Linked DNA regions of Mus musculus: regions 2, 3, 4 and 5 are each linked to region 1. The links are chromatin contacts, called in public Hi-C and HiCAR-type maps. All regions are on one chromosome and are shown on one strand. The core of a region is the stretch at or near the end of the contact, and the rest is flanking DNA. Distances in the headings are between cores, read along the strand shown.

Region 1 (4,062 bases), core at 801-3,300:
ACTTCCGAGCAGAAATACTTAGTGTCAGAAATAAAGTCCACCTAAAGCATGTGTGTCTGGGCATGAAACCACCTAAACAGGCAGAATACAAAACAGCGGGAGACAAATGGACTCAGCCACCGCTCAGTGATTAGTATATGGGAATAGATCTGTAGACAAATAGTAATACTAGCCAGGGGAAGAAAAGGCGTGCAACTGGCTTTAATAATGTTCTGTAAAATGCCGTTACAAGAAACTCTCCAGCTCTAAGGAGATATATTTCATACTTTGTTTTGATCCCTCCATTAACACAGGATCCAACAACTACAAATGTTCACGAAGTACATAAAAATTAATAAAACAGGCCACTTTCTGCCACTTTAATCCTGGATACACAGGATTATTTTATGATGTCTTTTGTACATCAGTTTTACAACAGCTTGACTCTAGGGTAAATGGGAAGCATCATAAATCGCACGCTGCTTTCAAAACCTCTTTAATTTCTGTCAGCATTACTGTAACCGCAGTCCTGGGTGCATTTTGTATGTGTGTATGTCTGCATTTGACAGTACCATCTCCTACATTCCAGTTGTGACTTTGATCTCTGAAACAAGAGATGTCACATCAGGGGGAAGGGAAGAGGAAAAAAAAATGTCAACCTGCTATCACCCCGTTTCTTATACATCCCATGTACATAGGGCCCACTTTGTATCAGAGCCCCCAAGTGGGGCTAACAACAGCGACACTGGGTGGTAGGGAACTCCAAGAAAAAAAGAGTGGTCAAGCCCCATTTCTAACAAATGACTTCCCGAAAGCAGACAGTGAGGCTCATCACTGGGTGAACTAATTGCCTGCTTCCTCGCTGCAGAGAAGCCGTCCCTTCCAGGGACTGGGCTGGAGTCCCCCTGCGCTGTGCCATCCCTTTTCCACCACCACTTGGCACTTACAAGTTTTGTTTTGTTTTAATCTTCGCCTCATCCCACGGGAGATTCCGTCTAGTTTTGTCCTGAGCTCCACCACTACTGTATATATATATATATGTTTTTAAATTCTGCCCCCCTTTCAGGTCTCAAATCCCACCGTCCAGTCGGCGTGTAAGCGCAGTGGGCCGGCTGCTTCAGAACCGCACTTCGGGAAAGCACACACGTGTCTGTCTAGCGGGATTTGACTGGCCGCGTCCGCGTCCTCCGCAGCCGCGCGGGCATCGCTGCGGTCCCCACGCGGGCCGCGGGCCGCGCCCCGGCACCCATGCCCAGCCGCCGCTCAGGGCTCTCAACAGGCCGGCAAGTTGGGAAAGTTGCCGCGGGTCCCGGCAGCCCCGTGCATCCCGGGTCCCCGTGTCCCGCGCCCTCCCCGAGGGCTCCCCGGTCCCCAGAGTCCCCGACTGGCCGCCGCTCACCTAAGGCGCGGGGAGCCCTCGCTCCCGTCCGCCTGCCCGCCCGCTCGCCCTCCCGCAGCCGCCTCGAGAACTTGGGGCCAAGTTGGGGGAGTGGGGGGTGGATTTCGGGAGCGCCGCCGGCTGCCCGCCTCCTCACGCCGCGGCGCTAGAGGAGAACGCGGCCCGCCGCGGCCCCGGGGCGTCCCGCCCGGGTCTGTCCCTACCAAGTGCAGACGCAAGCGGAGAGGAGGTGGAAACTTCTTACCATCTCGGCATGCTGGTTGTCAAGTGCAGCCCCCGCCTCTTGGTCTCCTCTTAGCGGCCGCGCCTGGACCAGCCCCTCGGCCGCCTCAGCTCGCCGCTCGGCCTGCTCCCTCCCCCGCCCGGCCGCTCCGGGCCGCGCTCGCCGCCCGCGCCACTCCCCACCCGCCCGCGCGCGCCCTCGCCGCGGCCCCTCGGCGCTCAGGTGACTGATTTACACCCGCGCCCAGGGTCGCGCTCGCTCCCTCGAGCCGGCGCTCCGAGTTGTCCCGCTCCTCCCCGGGCAGAGGGAGAAAAGAAAAAAAGGGAACGGACTGTCCGGGAGGGGGGCTGCTGGCGAGGCGGGGTGCGCGCGGCGGCGCGGGGGGGACCGGTGGCCGCGCCGGCACAAGTTTCTGCTCCCGGCGCAACTGTCCGGACTAGGGTGTTCGCCGCCTGTTTTGTTGTTGTCCTCAAGCTTTTCTAGGGGCTTCGGGGAGGATGTCTAGCCCTCCCCCACCCCCACCTCGCTAGACACACACCCCCTCTTCCGTGGATGGAAAAACAACTTTGGCGCCCCCCGGGGGGTGCGGGCGTGGAAGTGGAGGTGGCGGCCAGCGCCCAGCTGTCAACAAGGGGGAAAAATGCGAGGAGCCGGGAGGGGAGAGGGAAGGCTGCGAGCCGCCGCCGAGCACCGGGCGCGAACTTTATTCCGACTGCGGCGCAGCGCCTCCGCTCCGGGCTTCTCCCACTCTCGGTCTGCTCGGCCCGGCTCTGGTCTGCCTTGGGCGGCGCCGGAGTGAAGGCAGGGGAAGCCCGGGGACCGTGACGCGCCCGGGGACCCGGGGCAGAAAGTTGCGCACAGCTAGGGGCGAAAAGTTTCTGGGAGCGGCGGCTTTGGTGCCGGCCCAGACGGCGGCTTGCGGCCAGGGCTTCCTTCCCCTTCTAGGTCTGGGCCTGGAGCTGCAGCTGGCGGGGGAGAGGAAGGAGACTGCCACCCTAGCGGGCGCCCGCGACGGACACCAGTCACACGTGTGGGGTGACACTCAGACGACCCGAGTTGCCCTGCTTTAAGACACGGGTTGCCGGCGGCAGGCTCGGCACGCAGCCGCCAGCGGTTGAAGGACACTTCTTAAATGGAAGCAAAACACAGTCGGGCTGCAAGATTCGGGGGGGAGGGGGGAGACTTAATCATCCTCATCTTTCTAATGTACACCGTGTGCCAAAACCGTCTCCGCCTCGTGCAGATTTATCATCGCTAGAGCAAACTTTTTGCTTATCTGTCTCGGGAGGAAAGCACAGGTTTCTAGCACACTCTTGAGCTCTAAGAAATCAGAGAATCCTGCGGAAGATTTGGTTGGCTGAAAACAGGTTTGATTACTGTTTCTTCCTGAAAAGAGTAACTCGTCCCTCCTTCCATTCTCTCTTTCCCCAAGCAGAGGGAGAAGCCTCATAATTTCATTCAGAGGTCAGAATTAAATTCCTCCGAAAATATGTAGACTTGGAATTTAGGACACACTCACACACATACACACACCGTCATAAGTTTAATGTATATTCACAATGGTTAAGCTTAATTTTTTTTTCAGGATCCATGGCTGACTAGATCCCAAGTAGCAACAGCTGGCCTGAGAATGTGAGTTAGCTTATCCACGTGGATCCAGCCTTTTTTTTTTTTTCTTTTTTTTTTAAACATTAGGGCCACCAGCACCTGCAGTTCCTTGTACTAGTTGGGTTCAAATTCCTGACTCCTCCTAGGCCCATGCAAAGCAGATTGGTAGTCACTTCAGAATCTGTCGATTCTATGCAGGAAACACTATAGACTTTAGGCACATGTTTATCTCTTAAATTTTCTAATGAGTGACAGTTGCTGTGGGACAAATTACGGGTTAGGTATCTAACCGTTATCCAATATGTTTAAATGCATGTTATCAAAGTAGGCTCATCGTCAAATGATTTGATTAAGGTGTGGAGCATATTCTCTTGTTCTCTAAGCAGAACTATGACGTCATTCTGTAGCAACTGATTACCCGAGAGATAATGGTGACCAAATGTTCATTCTGAGGTCCTAGGAGCCTCACAAGCAGCTTCCAGAAAGAAGCCAAGTTTCAGTGTGTTTCCCTGCATCACGAAAAGATTGGGAAAAGCTAGCAGCTAATTTCAGAGTCATTACCCACACAAACCCATTCATACACTTAACTGCTTTTAAGTGACAGTCCAGCAAGTTGCCAAACAGTTGTATCCACACAGTGTGTTTCTGGCTGCACACCTACATGTGCCACGCTACTTTTTTTTTCTACATCAAGCAACCTGTAATTTACATTCCTCTGATTGGTTCCAGAACTGACTGTTCTTGATGTTAGCATGCAGTCACTCTACCTGAGGTCAGATGTATCTAGCGAAGTCCCCCTGCCTTTCTAAACAGTCATTACAAAGATGGAGTCTGGGCTGGACTGAAGAGCAGC
Region 2 (4,253 bases), core at 1,662-4,161, 430 kb before region 1:
ATGATATCTACTGTAGGTACTCCATAAGTAATGATTGAATATATAAGCAAATGAGGAAGCTATTGTGTGTTCCGTTGTTCAGCCTAAGCGGATCCTGTGCCTCCTTTCTCTCATTAATGAACATCTTTGGAATTATCTAAGGATGCATGATTCTTGTCCCCGGGAGTTTGATCTGGTAATCAGTGAGTTCTCTTCCTGTTCCAGCACTCATAGTTTGCTAGCAAGCATCAGTCTCTATGAACTCTTCACCATGGGCTTGCTCCCACCAGGCCTCCTGCCAGAGGGACTTCTTAACCCAAGGAAGCAGTCTTTGCCACATCCTACTTCTATGATGGGGGTGGTGGGCAGATTATGCTTAAAACATATTGGTCCAAGCATGTCTTGTTTTGCCCAGGGTTGCTAGTCAAACTGTTTGACAATCAACTGGGTCACCATTGCATGGAAATTAGCCACAAACAAGCACATGGCTGTACTCAGGCACCTAAGCTAAAGGGCACTCATGTCTGGCCTGCTTGCTGGCATTGGGGAGGGGCTTTCTGCATTCTTATTTTGGGAATAAATAAGAATAATCACATTATATGCCACCTTTCCATACTTTAGTGTAGTTCATTCATTACAAAAGATTCTTCTGTAGATCACACATCCTACGGTCCCATTCCGATGAGGCCTTTGGAGAAGGTATAAAGGATGAAGGACAGGACAGGAAGCCTGCCTATGCTACAGAACCATCCTCCTTATATACACCGTGTATTGAGTGGGTGAAGAAGATACATGCTTCTCTCTCCCTGAGCTTCCTGCAAAGCATTTGTGGTGATACCTGAAAGCCACAGTCACAGAGCAGCAGGGACACAAGAATGAGCAGCTCATTCATTCACTTGGTGAGTGTTTCCTGAGTGCTACTCACAGTAAGGGGCTGTGATGTACAAGGATTTAGAGAAGAAGGAAATAAAACCCCATTCCATTGATGCTGAGAGCTTATTGCTCTGTGAAAGATAGAAGCCTGTAAGTGGACAACTCCAGTAGATCCAAGTGTGGGTAGTGCGTGCTGAGCAGGAGCCAGAGGAAACACTGGGAAGGGCTCCAACGTTCTGCAAGCTAGGTCAGGGCAGGCTTTGTCTGGATGCAGCATCCAGCTCAAGTCTCCAAGTCAACCAGGTAAGGTTTCCTAAGAATAGGAAGGAAGCTGGGAGCTTAGGAAAGTGTGCAAACTCCGTGGTGGAGCAAAGAGCTCGGACAGTGAGATACTGTAAATAGCATCAATATGACTGAAAGGCAGGGCGCAAAATGGAGAGATTAAGATGGATCAATTACCCTCTTTTGTAAACACCAGTAAGGAGCTTTATACTTTATCCTAAGGGAGACCCAGTGACAATTGTTTTTTTAAGCAAAAAAAAAAAAATGACCAGAGAAGATGAGCATTCTAAAATATCTGCGGAGACCAACATGGTTCTAAGAGTCTAGCTCAGGACTGTAAGAAGATAAGTCAAGGGTTCAACCATTTCTGGCTAAGAATCCCAGGGCATCTGATAGTGTCTTCTAGTTGTTGAAAGACAGTCCTCCATGGGGCTCAGCTTTCTTAATCAGCCCTTCCAGAGCTAAGGAGATCTGACTTCCAGAATCTCTTGGAGTTGGGTAAGACAACAGAAATACCAAAGGGGACTAGTTACAGGACCCCCAAAGAACCTCAAATTGAATCTATATATAATGTTGATTTTTCAAATAACTTATGCCCATCCATCCTCACTCTACACTTTCAGCATCTCTAGGTTATTTCTCCTACTCCCTAAAAACCACAGGAATGCTACACACACAGTTATTTTGTTATTCTACCATGTTATTCAGGAAATACAGATGAAAACCATCTACTGATGTTTTTCAGAGACATTTGATTGACTGATTTTATAAATACTTTGTGTATTTCGTTGAATGCATAGCTAAAGACAGTCAAGTGGTATTCTCATCACCGTAGGGATGCGCACATAGAAACAGGAATCTGCACCTAGAAAGCAGTAGAGCTCGGCCGGGAACCCTATCCACCAGGTTCTAGAGCCCTGCTCTCAGCTGCCTGGCCATGCTAAGGGGGCCATGCTCCAGTGCAGGACTGGAGCTGCTTTTCTATGCTAGATTCTAATGATAATAATAATAATAATAATAATAATAGAAATAAAGTTCCTTGACTCCGTGTTTTCCTCTTGTAAGGAATTCTGAACTTTAGAACCCCCTTGCCTGTGGTTTGAAATGGCACTGACTTCCTTGGTCAAGTAATTCGTTTTGAGAATTTCTATGGGAAACTCTATCTAAATATATAATATTATTGTTGGTTATTTGTATCCAAATATGGACTTCTAAGCAATGAGTTAGAAATGAGCAAATAACCGGACATCCAAGTATTTCTTCCATGATTCTCTCTGGTGTTGGGCCATTTGCATGGCCCATGTGGACCTTTGTAGAAGAAAATGTACTAAGGAGGCAGGACCCAGATGCCTCTGTATCCAGAGTCAGGTCTTTGGAGCTAACTGCCATCTCCAAGTTAGAGTCTTTCCAGAAATAGCCAGTGGCCCCAAGTGGGGCCTCCTCCTCTCTTCCTGAAGCTCACAGTTGAACTCCAGGCCAGCTCCTTGAAGGCTGGCCTGGTGTTAATTATGATGCAATCCCCCAGCCATGCAGCCTCAGCAACAATTTCAGGAGTCAGGGTCCATGTGCAAGGCCATTAACACTAAACATGTTTTAATCCATAATTGTGTGAGATTTATTTAATTTAGGGGCTTTATTTATAGTTCGATCGGAATTGTAATGTATTTTCAGCTCTTCGCACGGGGATCTGTCAATTTTTACGGCATCTTTTAATTGTGTTCTTCTAGGCCAGGTGCAAGCAGTTTTCCAAAGCAGGCTGATCAGAGAAGGCCCCCTGTCATGTGGCACAGTGAGGGAGGGGTGCTGGCCTCACACAGACATGACTCTATGGCATTATGGGGTAGGGAGTACTGAACCCAGAGCTGATGTGTCAGAATGAACTGCCCCAAATCCCTCTCCTCATATCTTTCTGTCCCTTTGTTTACTCCTTTGTCCATTTAACAAACATTTACTGAAAGCCGGGTCTATATCAGGCTCTGTGCTGAGGAGACAAACACGAAAGCTGGCGGAAAAAGTGGCCAGCCTTTCAGGGGTTTTTGGTATCACAGAGAAAGGTAATTTGGAGAGATAGTTGCTACAACTTGCTGAGCATCTAGTCAGTACCGGAAAATAGCATTAGAAGATACAGTAGCGTTAATAGGGAAAGGACCCAAGATATAAGATACAATTTCCTAAACACATGAAACTCAAGAAAAATGAAGACTGAAGTGTGGACACTATGCCCCTCCTTAGAAGTGGGAACAAAACACCCTTGGAAGGAGGTACAGAGACAAAGTTTGGAGCTGAGATAAAAAGATGGACCATGTAGAGACTGCCATACCCGGGGATCCATCCCATAATCAGCTTCCAAATGCTGACACCATTGCATACACTAGCAAGATTATGCTGAAAGGACCCTGATATAGCTGTCTCTTGTCAGAGTATGCCTGGGCCTAGCAAACATAGAAGTGGATGCTCACAGTCGGCTATTGGATGGATCACATGGCCCCCAATGAAGGAGCTAGAGAAAGTACCCAAGAAGCTAAAGGGATCTGTAACCCTATAGGTGGAACAACATTATGAACTAACCAGTACCCCGGAGCTCTTGACTCTAGCTGCATATGTATCAAAAGATGGCCTAGTCGGCCATCACTGGAAAGAGAGGCCCATTGGACACGCAAACTTTATATGCCCCAGTACAGGGGAATGCCAGGGCCAAAAAGGGGGAGTGGGTGGGTAGGGGAGTGGGGGTGGGTGGGTATGGGGGACTTTTGGTATAGCATTGGAAATGTAAATGAGCTAAATACCTAATAAAAAATGGAAAAAAAAAGAAGATACAGTAGCACCAGAGTGCTCATGGATCCTTGGAATTTGGTTTAAACTAATTCATGTAAAATGACTCAAGTCTGGCTACAAGCTGTATGTAGACAGCAAGCCGGTCAGTGCAGTAATTTGGTCTACATGCCTACTGATCTGATGATAGCTTTCTGATTGATGGTGAGGAATGTTTTAGTTCACGATGAACATTTCTTCTCCTTATTACTTCTTGAGTGTTGATGATTTTTCAGACTCCATGAGGGTACTTTGAGAAGCCTTCTTGCATCTTTAAGCACTTAAGTGTGTTTCCCCCATGGTATTTC
Region 3 (4,371 bases), core at 206-2,705, 470 kb before region 1:
TCTGTAAGCTGGATCTGGTTTTGACAAGGTCTCCAGCTAAGAGGACTCCCTGCCAGAGGCAAGGTGACTCCAACAAAATAGATGGAGGTGGCCCAGAGACTAGGACAGGTTAGAGCATGTCAATGGAGCTGTGTCTCTCAGGCCAAGGAAAGACACAGCAGGGGACCCTGAGGGATCCACCTGGGCACCTATGGCTCCCATGGACACACTACAACCAATCACATAGAAAGAATGTGCATTCGTTCCCCCCTCCCCCCACTCCAAGAAGCCAGGACTGCAGGCAGTAGCAAAGGAGGGGGAAGGGGAATAAGAAAGAAGTTCCCGACAGCCCCCTCGACTGCTTAGAGCTCATCTGGAGCACTGGGGCAGTGTGAAGCTTTGCTGTTAGACTGAACTGGGATTGTTTTTAAAACACATTTTAACACTGTGACAAGAAAGTGGTTGTTAGGAACTGTTCATATTGCCCATAGTTGAGATGGTGAATCCTAACCCATAAAGTGATCAACAGCGATGAGACCAGTCTCTGGAAAAGCCACAGAATGTTTCTTCTGATGTCCCTGACCTAGTAATGCACACACCCCCAACATTATCAGGGGAGAGAAACACATTTAAGGAGCCACAGTTCACATGGGAAGTTCTACTCAGCACCAGAAGTTTGGCTCCACTTGTTAAAAATAAAATAAAATAAAATAAAATAAAAATAAAATGAAGCAAGAGTAAGGGTTTGAGGGATGGTAGGCACACAGTGCTGAAGACCAAGTACAGAGGAGGAAGGCAGGCGACCTGCATGAAGGGCAACGTCCCCATAACATTTGAGGCTATAAACACCCCAGACTGTCTACCTGAGTGCAAGTAGGTACAAGGGTCCAACAGAGTCATTGCAGCACGCCTGGGCTTGGTCTCTACCTCAGCTTCTAAGTGGTCCTGCTCTGGGGATGTAGATAGAGGCTTGGGATGCTCATGGCAGCCTACAGCCTGGTCAATTCCTTCTAGCCCTTATTTTGGCTTCAAGAGCTGAGTGCACACCACACACACACACACACACACACACACACACACACACACGAGAGAGAGGGGGGAGAGAGAGAAAGAGAGATTGATTCATGGCTCCCAGGAACTCCCAGTACTGGAAACTAGTACGCCCTACTACGTGTTGGTCTCCAAGGCCATCCTACTGAACATTGAGTCATCTGATTATTGTTCCCATGACTGGGTCTCTTTCTTACTATGCTACAAAATTCCTAAGTAGGAGTTAAAATTCTCACTGTGTCTGGCCTGTGGAGAGAGCTAGTGGTACCTTCTTCACTCACTTCACTTTACATCTTATAAACAAACCCCCATTTCAATAGAGCCTGCTCCTCTTCCCATGCATTGTGACTTCTGCCCCTCCCCTGGGGCAGGGGTATGACAGGCAGTGCTCACAAAGAGGCCCGATGCTATTAGTCAGCTTGGTTGTCACAGCAGGCAGCCACAGCCTGGCAGCTGAAACAGCAGATGTTTGTTTTCTCACAGTCTGGAGCTATATGTCTGACCAAGGTGGCAATAGGGTCTGTGTCTGGTGACCAAGCCTGACTTGCAGGTGGCTGCCTGCTCCCTGGGCCCTCGTGATGCCTTTCCTCTGTGCACATGTACTGAGAAATCCTCAGTATTAAAGACCTCAGCCTTGCCACCTCATTTAACATCATCTCTGTAAAGATTCTATCAGGAAGTACAGTCACATTGGGATGCTCAAATTCAACTTCACATAGTCCTCAAAGCTTCCCTTGTCCACTCACAGTTCAAGGCCACGGTGCCAAGGAATGCCATCGCAAGTCAGCCTCGACAGGAGATCGACACAAATTCTGAGGGCTCCCATGACGTGCCTCAGTTCTCACAGCATCTTGGGAAGCGAGTGCTGCTTCTAGCCATTTCCTTGCCTTCTCCTCACTCCTCACAAGCTTCCCTCAGAACGGCTCTGCCGAGCACACCTCTTCAGTCCAGACAAAATCCTCCCGATCGCTCATGAGAGACGCTATGCATTCTGGGCCCTACAGGGTTCATCGGTCAATGGGACACTACTAGGCCATTGATAGAAAATGATTCAGCAGCAGTAGGTGGGAGGGGTGGGACAGAGATCTGTGGCACAGAGGACATTTCCAATTACTGTCCTCTGGTCCTACGTGGGGGCAGGGACTGTCTCTTCACAGGCATTGCAGCAGGTAGATATGCAATGTGGGCATCTTAAGACGTGAGAAATGTGGCTGTTTCTGGTAGAATCCTCCAGTGTGTTCAGTCAACTAAGACAAGATGATGGAGGCTCAGGGCTAAAAGGGGTACCAGGGGAGACTGAGAGGTGCCTCCTGCCTTAAGACATTGATGGCCTGTAGGGAGAGAGAGACATAATTAGCCAACCATAGTATAGTTGAAGTGCCCAGATTAAATTATGTATCATATGCTCCCGGCTCCCTGGAAGAGAAACATTTATTCTGCCAGGGAGGTGGGGGCACATTAGAAAGGAGGAAACTGGGGCTTAACGGGTAACAAGGTGGAAAGGTTTGCCTGAGGTCAATGACACAGTCCAAGCAGATTTGGATACTGGGCCAGTGCCCTGTGCCTCCAAGGTTTGAGACGTTCCATGCCCTGCCTCCTTTCTGGTAATTCTGATGCTTAGCATCCTGGGAGAAGATGCTGGCAGGACCTCTCCAGGACCCTGGTCTGGGTCTCTGGAATGGAATCAGGTGGCCAATGCCTTTCTGTGTTCTAAAGCCTCTTGCCCAGTGTAGCAGGAGTTGGGAAGGAGGGTTGGGGTGCACCTGGACTGGTCTCCTAAGCAGACAGGAAGTGATGCCTTCTGGGCTATTCTCAGCAGCTGTTTCTTGCTTGGCATGCTTCAGACAAACAGGCAGATGTCCTCAGGGTGACCTTCCTGACTCAGAGAGTTTGGGAACTGAGGTATTCACTCCCTGGGGTTGAGGGGAGAGGCAAGGACAGGACACAAGCCGCTGACTCATTTCTTGTCTCTGCCTCCCTGTCCTGGTTTTTCAAGGCATTGAAGAGAGCTGGTGTAGGAAGGCACTGCCTCAGAATCAGCCCCAGGACACAAAGATGTCCTCCATCCCCTGCCCAGGTTGACGTCCTCTTCCAAAGATGGAAGCAGATGGTGAAGAGTGCCATGCCTTCCAGACACAGCAGTCCTTACAAAGTCTCTCTATGGTGGGGATTGGGGGAGGAGGAAGAGAGAGATGATATGGTGGGCCACTACAATGACAAACAGCCAGACTGAGGAAAACTCTACATGTGACCTCACTGGACTGCAGTTAAAGTCAAGCACACTAAATTCCATTAAGTTACCCTCATACTAGGTGCCTAAGGTATCCATGAAAACATTGAGTTTCCTGGTTAGACTTGGTCTCGTTGCTATGATACCTCTATATATCTGAATGTATTCCGCAATCCATAAACAAAATGAAATTTGCAACAGTTTTGTTCTTAAGTGTTTCAGATAAGGAATGAATATTGTGTATGTCCATCTTCAGAGCTGACTTGTGGCTGTGCATCTCATGCTGCCACACAGATCTGCATGTAGGAGGACTCCTCCGTGACCTTGTACCTGCTGTGACCTTGTACCTGGAGTATCCCTCTCCTATTAGTCCCTGTTTAGGGCAAGAACTTCTGGCCCTGACTTCCAGACCCTTTGTGACCTGTGCTCTGTTGCCAGCAGCTCAGACTGAGCCATGGCTGCTAGCACGAAGAATCAGGCCATCCTGTTGGAATGTCCCTGTCCTATCACAGAAGCTCTCTGAGTGCCTTTTAACACTGTTCTTAGCAATAGCCCAAAGACTGGAAACAAACTTGTCAGGGACCTAGCCTGTGCTAAGTTTTCAGAACCCAGTCACCACAGGAAAAGCATGGCATTGATTCTTAGCCTTTGCCTTTTCCTCTAGTCCCCCACTGCCCCTCCTGCTTCCCCCTGCTGGAGAGAGGGGAACCTTTGGAACATGGACTAAAGGGTAAGCTGCTGGTCCTCTCAGCTCCTGGCAGTCATGTGGTGTGGTAAGTTCTTCCCCAGAGTGCTCAGCCAGTTTCCATGCAGTATTCACAATGGTAGGAGGCTCTGGGGGTGGCAGGGATTAAGCAAGGCAGTGCAAAACAAGCATTAGCACAGTCTAGCATGCTCCTGGTGTCAAAAAAAAGTGATCTTGTTGTTATTTACAGTGTCTCTTATCATGCCGTAGACTAAAGAAATCCCTTTGTTCTGAATTCTGCTCACACCCTATTACTCCTGCTATGGTCCTGAAGGATCAGAGCCACCTGGGACCTCATTAGAAAAGCAGACCCGGTCCTTAACCCAGAGTCAAGGAATCTGGGACGCAGTTCAACAATGCTTCCACC
Region 4 (4,555 bases), core at 1,753-4,252, 320 kb before region 1:
GCCTGGCACCAGCACCAGGGCTGGCTATCTATTAAGGTGAAAACACATAACTTTGATAATGAAGCTGTCTCCTGATTTATAGGAGGGAGACTGTCTTAACTCTTGGCATTCAGACCTACGCAGCATCCAGAGACAACGGTGCCTGGAGGGACTGGAGAGGAGTAGGCAGCCAGGATTTAAAAAACAGATTTTTAAGCTTGAAACACCAAAGCTGTTCTGAAAGAAAGCAGTTTTAAATTCTCAGAGAAAACTTTCTGAAAGAGAAATCATTATCACTTACATTACAATGAAAGAAAGAAAGAAACAAAAAAAAAACCTCTTTAATTCACATCCAAGAACGTTTTCCATCAGCTAACTTGAATTTCACTCCAGAATGCAGGGCAGTATGAACACACTCCAGGCAGAACGGCTCCGAGACTTCAGCTGGGAGGCCACAGCTTGGTTTTGGCCCATTTGTAGGACGTTCCCAGGTACAGGAAATCACAGTAACTGTGTTCACAACATCTTTCAGAAACTCAGAGGACTACAACAGAAACACTTTCAGCTCACCCGTGGCTGCTGCCGGCCCTCTTCATGTTTGTGTGGTAAGAAATGGAGTTTGGAAACCCAGTGGAAGAAACTGGCATGGTTCTGGTCCACAAAATCTTTTAAAAATTGATCATAAACTTTTCCCATTAAAACTTGGAAGAAAATGGCAGGAAAAGTTTTTACCTTTAAAACAGTCAAGTGTAGGTTAAAGAGTTATGCTGAATTTCACAAACTTTTTAGAAAAGCCACATAAATACTAACATGAGAATAGACAGGCCACCCACAGGCTCTGGAGAGACCTCAAACGGCATTTAGGACGATCTTCATTTATCAAGCAAAGTCCAAGCTATAACTAGCTTCTTTCCTAGGACTCTTCCTAAGCTACACTGAAGGCAAACTGTCTTGTTTGTTACACGTCTTCAGGTTTTCTGCACCCATGCCATCTGGCAAGTTGAAATTTTACCTACTCCTGCTAGAGGAGATCCAAGAAAAAATTCTCAATAGAGCTTTCCAGATCTCCTGGAAAGGAAAAGTCTCATCTCTTCCCTAATGTCTGCAGTGCTTTCTACTAAGTACTTGTCACTGTCTATCCAGCAGTGCAGTTGGTCATAGACCTCCACTTGAAGGCAGTGGCACTTGTCTGCTAGTCAATGAATTCCTCATAGCAGGCTCACAGTAAACAAGAGTGGGTATAGAAATGGTCTGTTCTTATACAATGACGGGAGTCATAAAAACAACTGAGGATCTTATACTTATCCGAGGCTAAACTAAGAACTCAGCAAAGCAAAGCAGTAATTTTATAACAAAGCTGAACAGTCTTTTATTATTATAGACTGAGCCTCTCTTCGTTAAATCTAGAGTCTGAAACTATTTGATGATGCTAATTTGGGGATCTGGAAAGAAATCAGATTTAAGATCTTTGAATTAGGGATGCTTAAGTGGAAAAGGCAAAGATGCAAATATTCCAAAATTTAAAAAAAAAAATTAAATTGCAAACATTGTGGCCCTAATCATTTTGGATGAAGGGCATGTCACCTGTACAAAACCACAAAGAAGCACAGGTCTGTCTACCTCTTGTCATGAACATTTGGAACAAAGCTTATTTTTTGTTAATTTTTCACTGTAAGACATTCCGAACACCACCCACTCTGTTTTGTTCTCTGACGCCTGGATAGAGGAAGGAAATCCCTCTCATTTCTTGATACATAAAATATTCCAGTCACAAATTTATCATTCTATCATTCTGTGCTACTCTCAGTATTTATTGGTTCATTATGCCCAAGTGCATGTTCAAACACTGAATACTGAGCTAGCTATCCGCACTGTATACTTTTCTTCAACTTCTGCTCTGGATGTTCAGCAAATTTAAACTGTATCTCAAATGTCTACTTGATCTGTATTCATCACTGCCCATCTCTACTTCCAGCCTAAATCTCACAAAGGAAGATACTTAGCCTGGGTATCTTCTCTTACATATCACCTCAATACTAAAGTCAACTTTAGCATTACACCTAAAGTTGTAACCTGTATTTCTACTCATTGCTGTGCAAATATACCGCATCCACTTTCCCCAGGGAAACTGGTCTTCAGAACACAAAGGCATGGGTCTTAACACTGTCTCTAATGTTAAGTAGCAAGTACACCATACTGCACATGTGTATACACACAGAGCTCTACAAAAGGTTTCAATAACACTGATACCAGACATATGTCAAATGCATACCACCTTATAATGTTTCCTAACGTTTTTGTTTTTATTCATTTACTTACTTTTTACATAGTAGACTCAGGCCAGGCTGAGAGAGTAAAGACCTGGAAATCTGAGGTAAACCATGAAAGGTTTCTCTCTCTCTCTCCCTCTCCGTCCTTCCTTCCCTCCCTTCAATAATTATAAAGAAAATAAGACCAGCAGAACCTTTGTGTGCTGCTGGGATGTACATCCCCTAGTTATAGAAAATGAGTTTGATCTTTAATTTTAAGTGAGAATAAGTCAAAGTCACCAGTCTAGGTAAACATTCACTCTATAGGCTGTCAACATCTCTGGGGCTCTAAGTACTGTCAAATTTCTAGCCAAGAAAGTAGAAATGCTGTTATCTAGCCCGAGAAAGCAACAGTATTTGGTATTTTACAAAAGATGTTGTAAAACTCAGTAAAACATCATCTACCTTCAACCTCAGAAATATGGAAAACCATTTTATGTATTTCTGATAAACAGGTGACCTAGTTTTAAGCTTCTCCCCTAAACTGGTCAGCCCTGTATTTCAGAGTCTGAAACTACACTGAGCATGCATGGAGATGATTCCAATACTCTCTTCTGTTTTCAGGTCCTAAGAAGTTTAGACCACTTTCTCCACTGTTCTCTAACAAATGGCTGAAAAGACCTGTTTGTGCTTCTGATGCCGGAGGAACTGTTCAGGAACTGTTCATCCCTGCAAGGCTATGAGTCACTGCCAAGGTCAGGAAGACCTTTGTTAATCAAGAAAGCTCTGGCCACACACTCACTCAAGCTGTCGTAAGGAAAGCTGCCTTAATGCCCACTCTTATTTTCCACAGATCATCAATCATCTTTACATAAGAAAAACATGCAACTTCCTTACTGGGTAGAGGGGCCTCCTTCTAGGCCTTCATCCTGGTTCCTTTTCTGTCCTTTTGGTCCTTTGCCTAGAGGTGCTGCTACCAAGAAGGAGAATTTCCTTTTGAAGATGAGAGCAAGGAGGTCCATTTAGCCCACCATTAGAAAATTAAAGCTAGGTGATAAAAGGCAAGAAGTCTAGGGGGCCCTAACATCCTTTGATGCTCCTTTCTTCTTGTACTAATGCTAACATTTAGTGTATCAGCCGCTAAACCAGGATAACACTGTACCTGTAGAGCTCAGAATGAGATGTTTGCACCAGATCTCTAAATACAAGGACTATAACTGGATTAATTTCTTTTTATCCTAGGTCAGAAATTGCACTGCAGACTGGAGAATGTGCAAGGGTAATTTCCAGGTAAACAAACTGCTCTACAAATGTTATCAGATTGTTTGACTGAGTAATGGATATAATCCTGGGTGACTTACTGCCATCGGTCACATTCGATGCTCATGTGACAGAGCTGCAAACCTCACTTACCCACTCAAGCTGTGCTTTGCCTTTCTTTAATTTGGGAGAATGGCTATATTTCTTCATGAGCCTAATATTATCATACTTTCTTCCAGATGATCCAATGTAAGACCTACCCATCTGTCACCAAAACTTAACCAACCAGCCAACCAAACAATAAAACCCAAAACTACAAACAAACAAACAAACAAAAAAAGACCAACGAAGACAACACTAGGAAGTATCAGTCCCTTCACTTAACAAAAAAGCATTTTCAAAAATGCTAATGGAAGGTGCTAGATTTGCTTTCAACCAAACCCCATCAGCAGGAAACGCAAGTCCTTCTCCTGCTAAGGTAAGCAAGAGGTATCTGAACCCATAGCACCCAAAAAATGCCACCTCTGACTGACAGTATCCTCCAATGCCACCTCACTGCCATCAGCACAAGCTTTCCACCACAAAGCTTGTATGTTCCTGTGTCCACATCACACAGCCAATCACACATTACAGAGTTCAATTCAAATTCCACCAAAAGTACTCGCCACAAAACTCACACTGGATATTTAGGATACTGATGCTAATAGAAGCAGAGACTAATGTGGGACCTACTCCCGCTTCTGTTTACACCCATCTAGTGATGTGCACAAGAATGGGCACCTTCTCATGAAGAAGATTTGACACTCAGATTCCCCCTCCATAGCCACATTTCCTCCTTCCTTGAAGAAAATGAAATTCTACCAAGGTATTTGAACACCAGATTATTGAAATAACCTTTATGCTCTCAAACAGAACTAAGCAGTTTAAAACTCTGACACTTCAATGTTTGGTAAAAGAAACTGTACAGCTTAAAAAACATTTTTTTTCTTAAATGTTTTGAGGTTATAATTATACATCATTTCCTGTTCCCTTCCCTCCCTCTAAACCCTCCAATAGAGCCTTCCGTG
Region 5 (4,099 bases), core at 815-3,314, 450 kb before region 1:
AATATTTGATCCCCAGAGCTCTGCTCACAAGTGGATTTTTTTTTTATTTGGATTTTGGGTTTTGTTTCTTTCATGCTTCCCTTTTAGGTTTCGAAATCTTAAATGCCAACTTGAAAATTCCCTTTTCAGCATGACGTCTCTGCTCTCCTCCAGCGGGATCCTAAGGAATCAAGACCATTAGTCTTAGCAGTACCGGATCCGGACACGGCACAGGTGGGAGACTGGAGAAAAGCGTTGTATGTAAGCAGGTTCCATGAGGCCACTGTATTTTTTGGCTTGGTTTTCGGTAGTGACTAGAACACAGAAAATCACACCATCAGTTCTGCTCCTGACAATTCAGCCACCTGCTCAAATGCTGCAGATGCCACACTTAAATTCCAACTGTGGTGAGCATCTATCAGAAGCCAATCAAGGCCGAGAGATTAGTCCTTGTTAAGCAGAAGGCACCAAGGTCACAGGGAAAGCAACCAAGGGCTTGGAGTAGAACTGGTAGATTGGGGCATAGCTGTGAGCAAACCTTCACCCCACCCCCACGTATGCAAAACCGTGACCTAGTCAATTAACCTCTTCCACCTCATTCTCCCATCTTTAAGACAGGAATTATAATGTCTCCCTTATATAATGACTTTGAATGAATAGAGCGGTTAAGAAGAATATCTTGCTAAATAAATATTTGACAAATACTAGTTTGCTTCTAAAGGAACAACCCCATGAGTCCCGGAAATGGACAGTGGCTGGAGAATCATACGCCGAGATGAACACAAGGCCGACACTTGTAGTGCCTGGCATTTAACACAGACATAAAAGCAAATGAATATGAGTGGTCAGAATGCACAACCAATCATTTGCTACCAATCCTATAGAACTTTTTTCACACTACAAAATCAATTTCCACTGTGCAGTAGCGGTGCATGTCTTTAATCCCAGCACTCAGGAGGCAGAGGCAGGTCAACCTCTGAGTTTGATGGCAGCCTGGTCTACAGCCTGAGTTCCAGGACAGCCAAGGCTGCACAGAGGAACCCTGTCTCGGGGAGAAAACAAAACAAACAAACAAGCAAACAAACAAAACACCACCAAGAACAAGAACAAACCAGACCAAACCAAACCAAACAATTCTCATTAAATGTGGGCTGTTTTGGAATATAGATAATCCATGAGGGAAATGAAAATCAACCAGAATCATCCCAGCTGGAGATAGCTAGCATTGCTGTTTTGGTATGTAACTATCTGGGAATTTGTTGACATATCTGCGAAAATATTTTTTAAGGTTGTAACATGAGGAAATCTTCACATACCTTTTAATGAACTATTTTGCTTATTTAACAATGGATTGTGACCATCTTTCTATGCCGTTTAATGCCACTCCATTATGTGAGTTAAAATCTCGAAACTATTGCACTGATTGAATATATTCTTACTCTAAAGGATGCCTTCAGGCTCATTTCAATGTGCCCCTTTCAGAACGATATGGCAGGCACCTATCTCTAGATCAACACCCTAAATAATGTTCTTCCTAAGTGGTATCACTTTTGAATACTTCCTGATACTACATCCCTGGGTAGAGCATGGCTGTGTCAAAGTCTTAGGTCTACTACAATGGGAGAAGAAAGTAAGGAAGGCATATAAAGAAAAAACAAACTTCATTCTGCTTTCCCACTGATTAGACTCCTCATTCAGAGGAAATGGGGTTACAGTCCCAGCACCAGTTGTGATGAAGAACTAGGGGTGACCTTGGAAGTGGTCCAAAGCTGGCCACCCTACTGGAGAAACCGGGTGTGGAGCAGAACGGAGTCAGATTTCCAGTAGGTGCCTTCACCTCTAGCTATTTGACCCCAGGCAAGTATTTTAATGGCAGCAGCAAGGCTCTGAGAACTCCGAGAAATGATCTTTTCCATGTATGAGGCAGGGTGGTTGTTGTGTGGGTCTAATGAAAGGTCGCGGGTGAAAATGCTCTGTGAAGAGCAAATGAAACCAGGAAGCAGCTTTCCTGGGAGCAGCTCAGGGCAATTGAGCAGCTCTTCTTAAACCTCCAGAGACCACCCTCTCAGTGTGTGGCTTTAAGCTTTTGTTTGAAATAATGTGAATTCCCAGAACATCAGACACACCCGTGGTCAAAAGTAAGTAGGGCCCACACCCAAGCCAAGGGTGTTGGGAACCCTAGCTCCTTTCTGTTCACAGTTAGACACCGGCTCTGCCTTCTCTCTCTTTCCCCTTCCTGTGCAATCTACTAATCTTGAAGAAAGAAAGTTATAAACGCCACACTCCCTCCCTGAGGCAATCATGGGGGACTCTCTCCCATCCCACTCAATGGCATCTGATAGAGAGAAAGAAAGGAAACAGACAAAGAAGTGCTTGCTACTTTATTTAGGTCCTTGGGGTCATTGGTATTTCCTGATGCCAAATAATTTTGCTCTGCTGAGATCTTAAGAGAACTGTCAAGGGTAGATGTGCTTTTTGAAGCTTGGCACTCTATCAGGAATCAATTATTTGATCTCCCTTTTTGGATTCTTCCAGGGCATCTTCTTACCTACAATGGGCCCAGGTGACTGGTGGTTCAGAAGAAACCAAGAAGGGCTACTGAGAAGTATAACTTCCCTTCTCTCCTCTGCTAGTGTGATAAGGCTTATGGGACTATGGTGCGTTTCTTTTGGAAAATGAAATCTTCTAAGGTCATAGACAGGGACATGTAACCTGATAGGGTTGGTGTATGCTGCAGATAGGGACAATACTAAGATGCAAAAGGTTGGGAAGGAGCAACCTCCCAAGAAAGCTTAACTCTTCTCTCTGTTGTCACAGAACTGAACTCCTGCTCTCCCTTTACTGCATGTGACACTCTCGGCAAACTGGGTAACTTTTACCACCCACCACCACCACCACCATCCCACGCGAGCGCGTGCGCGCGCGCACACACACACACACACACACACACACACACACACACACACAAGATAAGAATATAACAAGTTACCACTAAAAATGGCTACGAGGGGAAGTGGGCTAATGTTGATAGATCAGAAGATGCTGCAGTGGCAGCCTTCCTGTTTTCCCACTTTGTACACACCTCGCTCCTGGGAGGGTGACTCAGGTTGAGCCAAGAGCATCACCAGCCTCTTTCAGAAATTAAGAAAAGACAGGTTGAGCTCATCCTAACACTAAAGCTTCTCCTTCCCCAGCACAGTGCTAAACAAACTCTGTAACCCTGCTTCCCGCCTCCCTGGGTGTCCTCTTCCTGGGTTTTCACTCAGAAGTTGAGAGAGAGCCCAGCAGCAGCCCTTTTATATAAGCATCAATCCCATTCATGAGGCCCAATCAGCTTCTAAAAGCCCTGTATCTTAATACTATTCCATCGTGGGTTAAAATTTAGCATGTGAACTTGAGAAAGATCTAAATATTCCACCTATAACATGAATCCGAATAGCCTATTTAGCTGATACTGCCAATATCTGTATGTGGCTCTCTGTCAGACATCTTCAGCCTGGCCGCATAGGCACGGAGGTGCATCCTCCACATCACTCTAGCAAGGCCCTCCTCTTGGACAGGGTCCCAACTGGGCTGTACTCTTAGCACTCCCAAGGAGCTCAATAGCTTACCATCCTCACTTCCCAGCTTGAGGTCTCCACTACAGCCCACCCCCTCATTCTGTCCTTTCTGCCTGTCCATCTTCTTAGAACTTTTCGGTCTTGATGCATCCATGTATTGACATTTCATTGGCTGAGAATTTCTTTACCACATGCACCACTAAGTATGTCAGCGAAGCGCTAGACATTTCTCTGTCCAACCATTGGCTAGAGAATAGGGTTGGGGGGATGTACATGCCCAGTCAATCCTTCTTTAGGAACCTCAAACTTGGATTTTTCCCACCATGGAAGTATTTCCATGTGAAAGTATGTTCTAGTATGGAGGTATGGAAGCATAATTCTCATGCAAGTTCTTTTCAGTGAAACTTATATTAGCTGACTCAAGCTCTTACCATGGGCTGAACACTGTTCTAAGAAATTTACATATAATCCATTTGATTCTCAATATTCCTCCCATTGGCAAGCAAGTAAATGAAAGTGTAGTGGCTGAGTGATCTGACCAAGCTCCTCCAGCCTCCAAG

Evidence for each region. Hi-C and Micro-C count contacts between places; a contact is called where the count stands out from the background. HiCAR-type assays count read pairs that join an accessible place to other places.
Region 2: a Hi-C map of uterus shows a contact between it and region 1, with 2.8 times the contacts expected there. The contact joins the enhancer-like site here to the promoter of Bnc2 in region 1. A contact is called at or near these places in 5 of 39 promoter capture datasets (the 3T3-L1 cell line, embryonic stem cells, hippocampal neurons and 2 more), 1 of 15 datasets of contacts at CTCF or cohesin (the NIH/3T3 cell line), 2 of 484 Hi-C or Micro-C datasets (embryonic stem cells and uterus), 2 of 115 datasets of contacts at active chromatin or transcription factors (both in embryonic stem cells) and 2 of 9 other capture datasets (adipose tissue and embryonic stem cells).
Region 3: a Hi-C map of muscle stem cells shows a contact between it and region 1, with 4 times the contacts expected there. The contact joins the enhancer-like site here to the promoter of Bnc2 in region 1. A contact is called at or near these places in 12 of 39 promoter capture datasets (the 3T3-L1 cell line, 3T3-L1-derived adipocytes, cranial neural crest and 5 more), 5 of 484 Hi-C or Micro-C datasets (adipose-derived mesenchymal stem cells, embryonic fibroblasts, muscle stem cells and 2 more), 1 of 115 datasets of contacts at active chromatin or transcription factors (fibro-adipogenic progenitors) and 2 of 9 other capture datasets (adipose tissue and embryonic stem cells).
Region 4: a contact with region 1 is called in a Hi-C map of uterus, with 7 times the contacts expected there. The contact joins the enhancer-like site here to the promoter of Bnc2 in region 1. A contact is called at or near these places in 9 of 39 promoter capture datasets (the 3T3-L1 cell line, cranial neural crest, embryonic stem cells and 4 more), 8 of 484 Hi-C or Micro-C datasets (the 3T3-L1 cell line, uterus and ventricular fibroblasts), 4 of 115 datasets of contacts at active chromatin or transcription factors (embryonic stem cells, fibro-adipogenic progenitors and stem cell-derived neural progenitor cells) and 1 of 9 other capture datasets (adipose tissue).
Region 5: a contact with region 1 is called in a HiCAR-type map of embryonic stem cells, with 5 times the contacts expected there. The contact joins the enhancer-like site here to the promoter of Bnc2 in region 1. A contact is called at or near these places in 8 of 39 promoter capture datasets (the 3T3-L1 cell line, 3T3-L1-derived adipocytes, cranial neural crest and 3 more), 11 of 484 Hi-C or Micro-C datasets (all in embryonic stem cells), 9 of 115 datasets of contacts at active chromatin or transcription factors (all in embryonic stem cells) and 2 of 9 other capture datasets (adipose tissue and embryonic stem cells).

The regions. Positions count from the first base shown.
Region 1 is chr4:84,673,353-84,677,414 of GRCm38.p6, forward strand. Bnc2 (basonuclin 2) reads right to left here and starts at 2,051. Exons shown (of 7, transcript NM_001369083.1): 1 at 1,623-2,051. The coding sequence starts at 1,625.
Region 2 is chr4:84,244,945-84,249,197 of GRCm38.p6, forward strand. No RefSeq gene overlaps it. Among named protein-coding and RNA genes, the nearest start is that of Gm33597, 26 kb to the left of the region's middle. Within about 2 kb of position 2,912, at least 7 of the 459 cell types and tissues checked have an H3K27ac peak or open chromatin away from gene starts, as enhancers often do. A contact at or near this core is called in uterus, where this site is marked.
Region 3 is chr4:84,200,971-84,205,341 of GRCm38.p6, forward strand. All of the region lies in intron 5 of Gm33597 (a long non-coding RNA gene), which reads right to left. Among named protein-coding and RNA genes, the nearest start is that of Gm33597, 18 kb to the right of the region's middle. Within about 2 kb of position 1,456, at least 72 of the 459 cell types and tissues checked have an H3K27ac peak or open chromatin away from gene starts, as enhancers often do. A contact at or near this core is called in adipose-derived mesenchymal stem cells, embryonic fibroblasts, fibro-adipogenic progenitors and 3 more, where this site is marked.
Region 4 is chr4:84,349,834-84,354,388 of GRCm38.p6, forward strand. The region is part of intron 5 of Bnc2 (basonuclin 2); the gene reads right to left. Among named protein-coding and RNA genes, the nearest start is that of Gm33597, 130 kb to the left of the region's middle. Within about 2 kb of position 3,003, at least 6 of the 459 cell types and tissues checked have an H3K27ac peak or open chromatin away from gene starts, as enhancers often do. A contact at or near this core is called in uterus, where this site is marked.
Region 5 is chr4:84,222,682-84,226,780 of GRCm38.p6, forward strand. No RefSeq gene overlaps it. Among named protein-coding and RNA genes, the nearest start is that of Gm33597, 4.0 kb to the left of the region's middle. Within about 2 kb of position 2,065, at least 5 of the 459 cell types and tissues checked have an H3K27ac peak or open chromatin away from gene starts, as enhancers often do. A contact at or near this core is called in embryonic stem cells, where this site is marked.